Linked DNA regions of Zea mays: all the other regions are linked to region 1. The links are chromatin contacts, called in public Hi-C maps. All regions are on one chromosome and are shown on one strand. Each heading gives the region's core, a stretch centred on a gene start, on an enhancer-like site or on the middle of the called end of the contact. The rest is flanking DNA. Distances are from core to core; before and after follow the strand shown.

Region 1 (2,652 bases), core at 100-2,599:
TGATTAACGTTCTATTACAAACTCTAAGCCAGTAAGCCTCTAAGGACCCTTATGTTCGTCCATATCATCTGCTGTCTTCTGGAACTGGGTGCTGCTTCAGCTGAAGGTTGCAGTTTTATTGGAAGCTGTGGCAAATGCTCATGTTCTGTACTTTACAAGCTCAATATAATCCGTATTTATCACGTATGAACCAGTTGCAGGATTACTCTGTCTGTGAATTGTTGTTACACTGACAGAAGAAACGTCAACAATGTTAGTACTTGCTCTAGATATTTTTGTGTTAGTGCTGTTTATTTTACTACTGTGTTCCTTTTTCAGATACCCGTACAGAGAAAAGAAGTGCTGGTGAGTGATGATGTCGAGAGGGAATGCTTAAAGACTAGTAACAATGGGAGTGGGTCCCACACTTGGGAAAAAGGACATCTGAGGGCTAGTTTGAGAACTTATTTTTTCAAGAGATTTTTATTTTCTTAAGAGAAATTAGTTTATTTTTCATTTGAAAAATATAAATTACTTGGTAAAATGGATTTTCCAAACTATCCATCCGTGTCTCACACAAGAGATATCTTCTCCAGTGGAGGAAAAAGAATAGAGCTAAGAGAGGAACCTTTTTTGGCTGGTGGTTGTGATATATTAACCATAAGTATATAGCATGTGAAAGTCCTGATATATCCCTGGCATTTTGTTGTTCCAGCAACAGCACCAGGTTACCCCGCGCTGCTGTGATTTTACACAAATAGCCCTTAATAAAGTGTCACGTACGCATACGACTAGTATATCGCGTAGCTGTACGCAAGCAAATTACTTCATGAGTGCCTTTTGCATGTCTGAGTAATGTGGGGCCCGCCAGGAGGACATTAGAGCCATTTCCCATATCGAGCGCCCTTGTGCTGGGCTCAAATCTCCAGCTAAAACAGTAATCGGTCTCTTGATCCCAAATAAATTCGGCAACCATCTTCTTTGCTTTTATATGCACGTATTTTTTTTGTGAAATAAAGAGGAAAAAGCTTGGAAATCCCGAGAAAGCCCCTGGCTTAGGGCTGAACCCGTTATTTGGGCTGCAATGTTACCGGAATTAATTTGGGGCGCCGAATAGGGGCAAAGTTCGAAACTTTTGGAGCAAACAACAACAAAAAAAAACAGAGATGGAATAATTTATTTCCCTTTTTACAGGACACACATGACCTGACCTACTCTTTTTCTACTACTACTGTGCTGCAGCAAGCTACATGACCCTTCTCAGCACATTGCCGTCGTGTATTGCAAAATTTCGGAGGCTTTGACTAAAAAAGCTTCGTTTTTTCGAGCTTGCTCCTGCCCCGAAATAAAATTCGGGGCCCCAAAAATTCGCAATTCTGGGGGCTGGCCCCCCGAATTAGCGCGCCTCCCGGAGATCCGGCGCCGGTGAGTCCCCAGTCGATCCCTCTCTCTGTCAGCTTCTGGTTGAGGTGCGTCTCGCCGCCGGCCGCGGCCTGGCGCGGCGGCAGATCTGGCGGGCGCCTAGGGTTAGGCCCGTCTCGCCGGGAGTCCCCGATCCATCAGTAGGGGGCGGCCGCCGCGTCTTCTTCCCCCGCAGCCGAGATCGCCCCTCCGCCCGCCGCCTGAACCCTTCTCCTCCCTCCGCTCGCTGCGCCGCAGCCCGGAGAGGAAACCGCGCTCTGTCGACCACCGCCTGGGGCCCAGCGTCCTCGCGACCTGCTCCGGCGTGGCGTCCGCTCTCTGCAGCCCCAGCGTCCCCGCGACCGGCCCCGCGCGGCCGCCACACAGCTCCGCTGCTAGGTCTCCGTCCCCACATGACTCAGATCCAAACACCATGGTCTCCGTTCCCCATGAGCCCATGAACCAAACACATAGTCAGTTCCTTCTCTTCTTAAGGCTGTGGATCACGCGGATCGAGGCGTTTCTTCGATTCTAGCTGGGGTTTGGGGGAGGTGTTCGTGAACTGGATTCAAGGTGCCTCCTACTCCTAGGGGCCTGGTTTGTTTGTTTCGCTTGGTTTTTTTTACATGCTATTGTCGGTGAGGTTCGATATTTGTGGGCGTGTGTAGAAAGTTTGGATCTTTTGTTCCACTTGTTGCTATGAAAGACACCATTTTTTGTCGTGGGAATTGTTGGAGGAGTTGCTTGATCTGCTTAGTTTAGCAGCTGTAGATCAAGGATGGAATCGGAGTAAGGATGCTCGGGAGCCCGAATTTAGCGAAGTGAATCTCAGTGTTGCATAGTGGTTTGATGGAAGTACATGCTCTTTCCGAGCTGAAATGTCAGTTCTCCATGAAATAGAGCTATCGATAAGTATGGTTTAACTGTAGCCCTCACTTCTAATTTCCTTTGGATCTGAAATGAATTGGTTGAAATGTGGTAGTTTACTTTTCTGGGACCTCTTAAGTGCTTATTTACATGCGTTTTTGTAATATATACTGTTACGTCATGAGTTCTTCCGTTTTGATGTTTGTTGAGATTTCTAATCTGGATGTACTTAACTGCAGGCCCAGGCAGTGAAGATTTCTAATCTGGATGTACTTAACTGCAGGCTAAGGCAATGAAGATTTCTAATCTGGATGCACACTTAATCTTGTCCAGTTCTTGATCTTGGGCTTTGCTGCTTCCTCTCAAGTTAGTTTGTTGGCCAATCGAGTCCAGAGGCGCAGATGA
Region 2 (2,652 bases), core at 52-2,551, 980 kb after region 1:
ACAGACTTCTCATCCCACTATTTATTATATTCCCTATTTAAATCTCTACTCTACAAACACAGTAAAATATACTTAATGGAGAAATTCCGGCGAAAACAGAGATCGAGTCTCCATTGCCATCTCTAGTTAGAGATGATATTTATAATAAGTTTAGGTCTTCAAGGATAGACTATCTCTAACAGACTTCCTATCCTGCTCTTTATTAAATTCACTATTTAAATCTCTACTCTACTAACCGTGAAATATATAATACAAAATAGGGTGCTATTTGGTTCACAAAATATAACATAAATGATAATGATTCACACTCGAGTACATGCGGTAATAAGTTTAAATATGCTGGTATATATTTCTAGTGTGATATCGATTACGGCAGTGGCGTAGCTACAGGGTGGTCCAGGTGGGCCATGGCATACTCTATGGGCCGGCCCATCGGACCACCAATCCATAGTAGCTAGAAAAAAAAACAGGTGCAATGTTACATTGGAAGTTAGAACAACACAAAAACAAAAGGATCATGTCGTTTGGGCTCTGGGCTCTCGCCGCCTGATTTCTCTAGTGGCTGATGCCCTGAAAGCCTGATGACTGACAGGGCCACGTGATGCGCCACCGCCAGCACCGCACGAATCCAATTGCAAGTTTATTTTTTATGTATTTTTATTTGATGTTTAGATTATTTTATATTATATTTATATTCTAATATATGTACTTATAGACTTAAACATTAAATCTATAGTTTTATATGGTATTCTTGTCTTTATATTTTAATTAAATTGTATTCCAAACTATTATAAATTATGCTAAATTATTTATGAAAAATTTCTAATGGCATACCTTATGAAAAAATCCTAGCTACGCCACTGGATTACGGCTGAATTTAAACAAATATAATTTAATGTTATTGGTTGGATTTAAATAAATATGATTTAACGTTGTCGATTACCATCATTATGTTACCAACACGTGAGCCTAACGCCGCGTTGGAGATAGAGTTTGGCGTTAGAGTATGTGATGCCGATGACGCGCGTGTCCCTTTACCACTCTGGCGTACGGTGTACCCGTGGGTCTCTATCCGGCTATATCCAGGTCCACGTCGCCAGCCGGACCTGGCAAAGTATCGAGCCGTCGTGATATTTACGATGACATGTGGGTCCATTTTGTCCTTTGCGGCACCGATGAAGACCCACATATTCTCGGCCCCGCACGTCATTGTCAAGAGCCGTCCGAGTGGTACTCAGTGCTGGTGGTATCCGAAGGGGATTTATTAATGCACTCGCAGTTGGCACGCAACCTACCCCGTCGAACTCCTCATCGCCTCATCGTCATCTACCTCGCTCGCACCACACGCGAAACCGAACAAACTACTCGTACAAACTACAAAGAGAAGAGACAAGTGTATTTATTTTATTAATCATTAGTACTATTGATTAGTATTATTGAAACAGAGGCATTGCCGATACTCACGCCGGCGACCGATGGGATCGGAGGGTGAGATCACCGGCCCGCTCCTCGCGTCGGGCGCCGGCGCGCCGGCGCCGGAGGCGGTGCCCCCGTGGCGGGAGCAGGTGACGGCTCGGGGGCTGGCGGTCAGCGCCGTCCTGGGGGTGCTCTTCTGCCTCATTACGCACAAGCTCAACCTCACCGTCGGGATCATCCCCTCGCTCAACGTCGCCGCGGGGCTGCTCGGCTACTTCCTGGTCCGCACCTGGACGGCGGCGCTCGAGAGGTTCGGCGTCGTCTCCAAGCCCTTCACCAAGCAGGAGAACACCGTCATTCAGACATGCGTCGTCGCCTGCTACGGCCTCGCCTTCAGCGGTATGTTATGATTATTGGTTATTGCGCGGCGGATGGAGGAGCTTGCTTGTCGCCTAGATAGTAGGTACTCCTGGGCTGAGATCTCCTCCAAATTTTGGTTGAGCCGTACAGATCTCCATGCTGCCCAGAGTTACGAAGTTTGATGTTCAGTATTGGTAGAGTAGTGCTACTTTACTCGTTATTTGGATCGGAGTACAGTTTAGGGCTGTTATTTTTCATCGGGCGTTTAATTGCTGCTAATAATTTACGGCTGGAGTCTGGCTAATAGTTTACGGCTGAAGTCTAGCTTAATTGGATTTCATGTAGGCCTTTGACCCATGATGTTCTTTTGGTCTTCTTGAGTTCAGTTCAGTTTATACCGGTGGAGATTCAGTTGTTCAAACGTTTGTTTCAGATGGTATATAAGAAATGTTGTTAGTTAGTAGCGGTTTCAGGATTTCATTTGTCATTCAATGAGCAATAAAATTCGACAAGGATTTAGTTTTGTTTCACAATTGTTGTTTCGAACTAGTTTTTTTAAGGTGATGCTGTGATTACCTTATATATGGTTGATATTATACTCTTGTTGGGGAAATTTTGCTGCATTAATATCACATTGCTGTTTCATGCAGAGCGTTGGTCACAACAAATACTCTCCTCCTTTTGCTTGGTCACAATAAACACTTTCCTCCTTTTGCTTCGAAAAGTATATTTTTATTATTAGTGACTAATCTTGTGGTTGCAGGGGGGTTTGGAAGCTATATGCTTGCAATGGACCAGAGAACCTATGAACTTATCGGGCCAGATTATCCTGGCAACAGGGCCGTGGATGTCAAGACTCCTTCACTGGGCTGGATG
Region 3 (2,652 bases), core at 58-2,557, 630 kb before region 1:
TGGTACCACTTGCTCCTCCGTGTAATGCTCGAGCACGCGGCTTTGAGAGCGAGGCCATCTTCTCTCTTCAGCTGTCTGTCATCCTAAAAGCCAAGTTTGTAGTTCAGCAAAATCATTTGTTAGCGTGTGGTATTGAGAAATGTACTCGCGCTCATTCGTCAGGTTTGCACTGTAAACGTAGTTAACTTTGCCCTATTTCTGCCGAGTAGAGTTTGAGGCCTTCTCACACATAAATAATACTCCGTCTGTTTCAAAATAAAATTCGTTTTAGATATTTATTGAATTCACACAATACTTAATGTATGTGTTATATATATATATATTTATCTATTTAAATATAAATATAAAAATAAAAAACTAAATCGACTATTATTTTAGAACATATGGAGCACTCCATCCGTCCCAAAATAAAATTTGTTTTTAAAAAATTGATAGATTAATACAATACTTGATGTATGTGTTTTGTATATGTGTCTATCTTTATTATCATCAATTTGAATACAGACATAAAAACTAAGAGCTAAAACGACTATTATTTGGGAAAGAATGGAGTAAATGAATGCCTCTAATATGGTGATGAGAAGTCTTGCTTATGCTATAGCCAGCATATCATATTTTGTAGATATGGCCACGGTAGACACTATTTTGTACTATATATATTATACTCTACAAGTGTAATTTAAAATATAAGTTGAGATAAGTAAGGCTGGCTGTGGCTTTAGGATAGCTAGTGTATACATTGGATCTCAGGAAGGTGCTCAAGCATTCATCTACAACTACACTCGGTGTCGGTGTCACTGACTTCTAGACGGCAATTTTTACCTAACCCTCTGCGAAAAGAACAAGCACTTGCTTTCGCATTCAGATGGGGAGGAGTGACCAGTGATACTATGAATAATGGTTTCACTCGTCATCTCGACTCCCAGGTCAAGTCAAGCTATAAACAAAAACCAAAATGAGAAGGTAGAGCAGTTTAATAAGTCAGGATTGCACAAGTTGCTCGTTGCAGTATGAAAATCCCATGTGCACCTACACACTAATATCTTACTACAGTTGTTTATCCTCGCCAACAAACCCGTTCAGCTGCGCTTTTCGCTAATGAAATTCTGTGGATGGACGTGGACTAATAAACTCTAAGGGCTTGTTTGGGATCAAGGGTAATGGAGTGGATTGAGGGGGCTAGAATCCCCTACTACTTAATTTTAAATAGTGAGGGATTATAGCTCCCTCAATCCCCTCTATTACCCTTTGTTCCAAACAAGCCCTAAATCAGGGTACACAAGGGCCAGTCACTGTCTTGAATTGCAGAAGCAGCAGACTCAGGCACCAATATCTTCTCTCTCCCTCTCACCAATATGTTCTAAATCAGCAGAAGCAGCTGATCGATTTACTCACCAATATGTTCTCTCCCCCTCTCACCCTAGGGTATGCCCTGTCTGCCCTGCTGTATCCTCATCTGCGCTGCGGGAGCCAGTAAAGGGCACAGGAGGAGTTCTTGTGGCGTACTGCAGCTTCTCCTCGTCCTCCCTAACTCTTGTTTGTTAGCGGCTAATTTCAGAGCTTTTGTTGGCAACTGGGGGAACCATAGTGCGGGGGTTCCTCGCCCCCCTCTTTCCATGGGAGCTTAGAAGCTGTTGGATCTCTGCAAGTGACCATGAGCCAGAGTGAGTGTTTTTCTTGTGATTTCTCGTCGTTTATTTGGTGATTCTTGATTGCCGCGGCCAAGACATCATCTTTATTGTACTTCCTGGGGGTGGACCTAGGTAGGGCGATGAGAGCAGCGGTTCTTGTTTCTTGGCGGGGGCTCTTGATTGCTTCTGATGCTGCTAAGTGGATCCCACTACCCGATATAGGGAGAATAGAGAAAAGAAAACATCGGATTCTTTTGAGCGCTTGTGTTTCTTCAGTGATTGATGGAATAGGCAGGGCGTTTGTTAGATTCTTTTTGAGCTCATGCTCCACTCTGGCTCGAATTCGTCGTTGAGCTTTTGGTACAGCTGTAGCGGAATAACGGATGGGATGTTCGTACAAGCTCTTGGAAGCATAAATATGCCCTTTCCTACCGTATAAAGGTGCAAATCTTGGCAAGGTTCATGGCTTATGTTGGGGTTTCGACACTGCTGAGATCAGTACATTCCCTAGACGAGCTTGAAAACATCGGAATTTTTCTTTTTATAACTTTATACAATATACCTTTATATTGAGATGGGAATGATTTCTTTAACTAATCATATCCCATGATGAGGTTCATGTTAATGTTGAGAATTTATTGTGGTCCTATGGGGTTTAATAGAAAATTAAATACTGCCGCGCCTTATCGGCTTATCCTTTGGTACTCTGTCTGGCTGTAGGTTTTGACATCAACGTACTTCGTGAAGAAGCAAGGAGTAGGTGGTTAAAGCCTTCTGAAGTGTACTATATCTTGCAGAATCACGAGAGGTTCCCTATCACCCATGAGGCACCAAAGAAGCCACCCAGTAAAGCACATATATCCCTTAATTAGAGGAAATTATCTTACTTGTATAATTGTTCTTTTCTTTGACAACATATTTGATTGTTCTACAGGTGGTTCCCTATTCCTTTACAATCGTCGTGTCAATCGGTATTTCCGGAGAGATGGTCACACATGGCGGAGGAAGAAGGATGGAAGAA
Region 4 (2,652 bases), core at 88-2,587, 560 kb after region 1:
TGTTGCCGTTCTCCACAAGATCGGTCAAACAACAAAGCTGAAAAACTTTTAGCCCCGCCCTTTGGGTCTACTGCAAGTAAGCCATATTATAGGACAAAACTATATATAACGCTGGATCCGTATGCTGCTAGTTTGGAACAGTAGAAATCGATACGAATTAAAGTAGAAATCGATACGAATTAAACTCAAGCGAATATCTTGAAACTAAGCTATCTGTATTGTATCGATCTCCTTATTTTGGCTGCACGAGCACGATGCACACGCATGCATGCATGGCGGACAGCTGGGTAGGGATATGTGTGCTGAGTCATGCATGCGTGTAGTCCTAGCGGAGCACTAGAAAAGTCTAGAACAGATACAGAAACTGAAGCTTTTGTTAATAAATAAATACATTGATAATACAGTGTGTGGCAAGAAAGCTAATGACTTGATGATGCACCAAGCCTCTCAGAGAAAAAAAAAGGAAACACAGAAAGGCACTTTTGAGTACGGGCCGGGGCGAGCGAACTAGTAGATGCGTCAGCAAAGCTCCTCGGCCTCGCCCTGGGCGAAGATGAGATGAGATACATTGCAAAGGCACTTTGAGAAACGCACGTATATACTTACATGCCAAGAAACCCTCTCTCTTTCCCTCTCTTTTTGTTTATTTGTAGATTTGTGTCACCCAACGGATGCTTTGCTTGCGGCCCGTGCATGGCATGGCACTATGGCAGTGTGCAAGTTGAAGTAAAAAAAATATATATATGGTCACCAACGTACATCGTACAAACATGTAGTACCAACAAATTTAATTTATTATTATTACTAGTATAATTATAGTTGTAGTAAATCTGGAGTACTGGGTAAAAACACACAGTAAGTAATAATTTATTATTATTACATCGTCCAAAAAAGAATCTTTTCTTCCCTCTCGTTCTCCAAGCAGCAATAAAAAGGAACTTACCCACGCGCGCGCGGCGCGCTGCAGTATGTTTATTCACAGTTAGGGCTTTTCGGTTATTCCCAATACACATGGATTGGATGGGATTGGAAAAAATTGTGAAGAAGTTTGACTTGTTTGGGATTCAAACCCATCCAATCCCGCTCAATCCACATGGATTGAGAGCTAACCGAACAAGCTCTTAGTGATTTCTTACAGCCAGGTAGGTGTTCGTCTCGTCGGTGCCTGCTAGTAATTTCCAAGAGAGAGAGAGAGATGGAGTGAGAGGGAGGCAAGGGAGGAGAGACGCCGGAATCATTTCCATGCGGATCTCGCAGGCCGGCCTCGGTTAGCGGCGCCCACCCATTCCCCTCCCCGCTCGCTACATATAGGTGACCCATCCCATTATACATACCCACCGGCCGGCGTCACAGACACGCGAGCAGAGCACAGACACAGAGCACACAGCACAGAGGCAGCCACCACCACAGGCACTCACCCGCACCGCTCGGTCACCGAGGAGTGGAGGAGCTTTGCAGTCGCAGCAGCAGCAGTACAGTGTGTGAGTGTGAAGGGACTAGAGCAGGGCACACAGCGCAGGCCGCATGGGCGAGGTGAGTTTGGCCGTCGGGAACGGACGCCGCTTCGACGGTGCTCAGGTCGGTCATCCTGACGGACGGTGACGGTGGTGGCCTTGCATTGCAGGCGGAGGTGGAGAAGCCCAAGGAGGCGGCAGAGGAGGAGAAGAAGAAGGAAGACAAGCCCATGGACGCCACGGCGGCGGCGGAGGACAAGCCCAAGGACGCCGCGGCGGCGGAGGACAAGCCCAAGGACGGGGAGGAGAAGAAGGACGACGCGCCCCCTCCCCCCCCGCCGCCGCCGCCGCCCGAGGAGGTCGAGATGCGGGTCTACATGCACTGCGAGGGATGCGCCCGCAAGGTCAAGAAGATCCTCAAGCGCTTCGACGGTAATAAATGCTCTGCCCTCTGCCTGTCCTCAAACTCCGCTGCTACTGCTAGCCTCCTCCTCCTTTGCTTTCTCAGTTTCTTCTCATTGCGGTAACACGTAGTATCTGTACGCTGATCGGTTCTCTCTCTCTCTTTAAAAAAAGAGAAAGAGAAAGAAAGGAAAAAGAATTCCAGATTTAGTATACTTGCTTCGGGGGTTATTCTTGCTGCGGTTCATGGATGGGTTTGAAGGCAGGGGGTGGGGGATTCATGCAATGGTAGCAATTGCACACGAACCCATCCAGGCTCCCTGACTAGAGAGAGATCCCTCCGCCGAGATGGCTCGACAAAAGGGCAGGGCAGGGGCAGGGCGCAGGGGCAGGGGCAGGGGCAGGCTGGTAGTATGACGGCCTGCTCGACCAAGCGTACGTCATTCTCTCAGAGGTCAGAGCCCCCAGAAAAAAAAGTGAAGCCGATTCATTCCTCAGCCAGTCAGCCATGCGTGTGTAGGAGACTAGGAGTATGCTTTGCTGCAGATGATTCTCGAACAATGTTCTAAGCTAGCTACGCAACGGCGGCTTGCCCATGCGTGTGCTGAACTGAAGCGGGAAATTGCACGCAGGAGTGGAGGACGTGGTCGCCGACTCCAAGTCGCACAAGGTGGTGGTGAAGGGGAAGAAGGCGGCCGCCGACCCCATGAGGGTGGTGGAGCGCGTGCAGAAGAAGACCGGCCGCAAGGTGGAGTTGCTGTCGCCGATCCCGCCGCCAACGCCGCCGGAGGAGAAG

The links. Hi-C and Micro-C count contacts between places; a contact is called where the count stands out from the background.
Region 2: a Hi-C map of ear shows a contact between it and region 1, with 2.3 times the contacts expected there. The contact joins the promoter of LOC100192483 here to the promoter of LOC100501122 in region 1. A contact is called at or near these places in 2 of 25 Hi-C or Micro-C datasets (ear and tassel).
Region 3: a contact with region 1 is called in a Hi-C map of ear, with 2.5 times the contacts expected there. The contact joins the promoter of LOC100193150 here to the promoter of LOC100501122 in region 1. A contact is called at or near these places in 4 of 25 Hi-C or Micro-C datasets (ear, leaf, leaf mesophyll and 1 more).
Region 4: a Hi-C map of ear shows a contact between it and region 1, with 2.1 times the contacts expected there. The contact joins the promoter of LOC100285383 here to the promoter of LOC100501122 in region 1. A contact is called at or near these places in 2 of 25 Hi-C or Micro-C datasets (ear and tassel).

Annotation. Positions count from the first base shown.
Region 1 is chr2:72,012,757-72,015,408 of Zm-B73-REFERENCE-NAM-5.0, reverse strand. It overlaps LOC100501122 (DNAJ heat shock N-terminal domain-containing protein), which reads left to right and starts at 1,349. Exons shown (of 2, transcript NM_001195932.1): 1 at 1,349-1,404; 2 at 2,487-2,652. The coding sequence starts at 2,649.
Region 2 is chr2:71,029,010-71,031,661 of Zm-B73-REFERENCE-NAM-5.0, reverse strand. LOC100192483 (putative metal-nicotianamine transporter YSL6) reads left to right here and starts at 1,301. Exons shown (of 8, transcript NM_001137703.1): 1 at 1,301-1,367; 2 at 1,446-1,815; 3 at 2,540-2,652. The coding sequence starts at 1,476.
Region 3 is chr2:72,646,884-72,649,535 of Zm-B73-REFERENCE-NAM-5.0, reverse strand. LOC100193150 reads left to right here and starts at 1,307. Exons shown (of 13, transcript NM_001358650.1): 1 at 1,307-1,425; 2 at 1,559-1,664; 3 at 2,352-2,477; 4 at 2,566-2,652. The coding sequence starts at 1,655.
Region 4 is chr2:71,454,158-71,456,809 of Zm-B73-REFERENCE-NAM-5.0, reverse strand. It overlaps LOC100285383, which reads left to right and starts at 1,337. Exons shown (of 5, transcript NM_001372212.1): 1 at 1,337-1,533; 2 at 1,625-1,886; 3 at 2,489-2,652. The coding sequence starts at 1,525.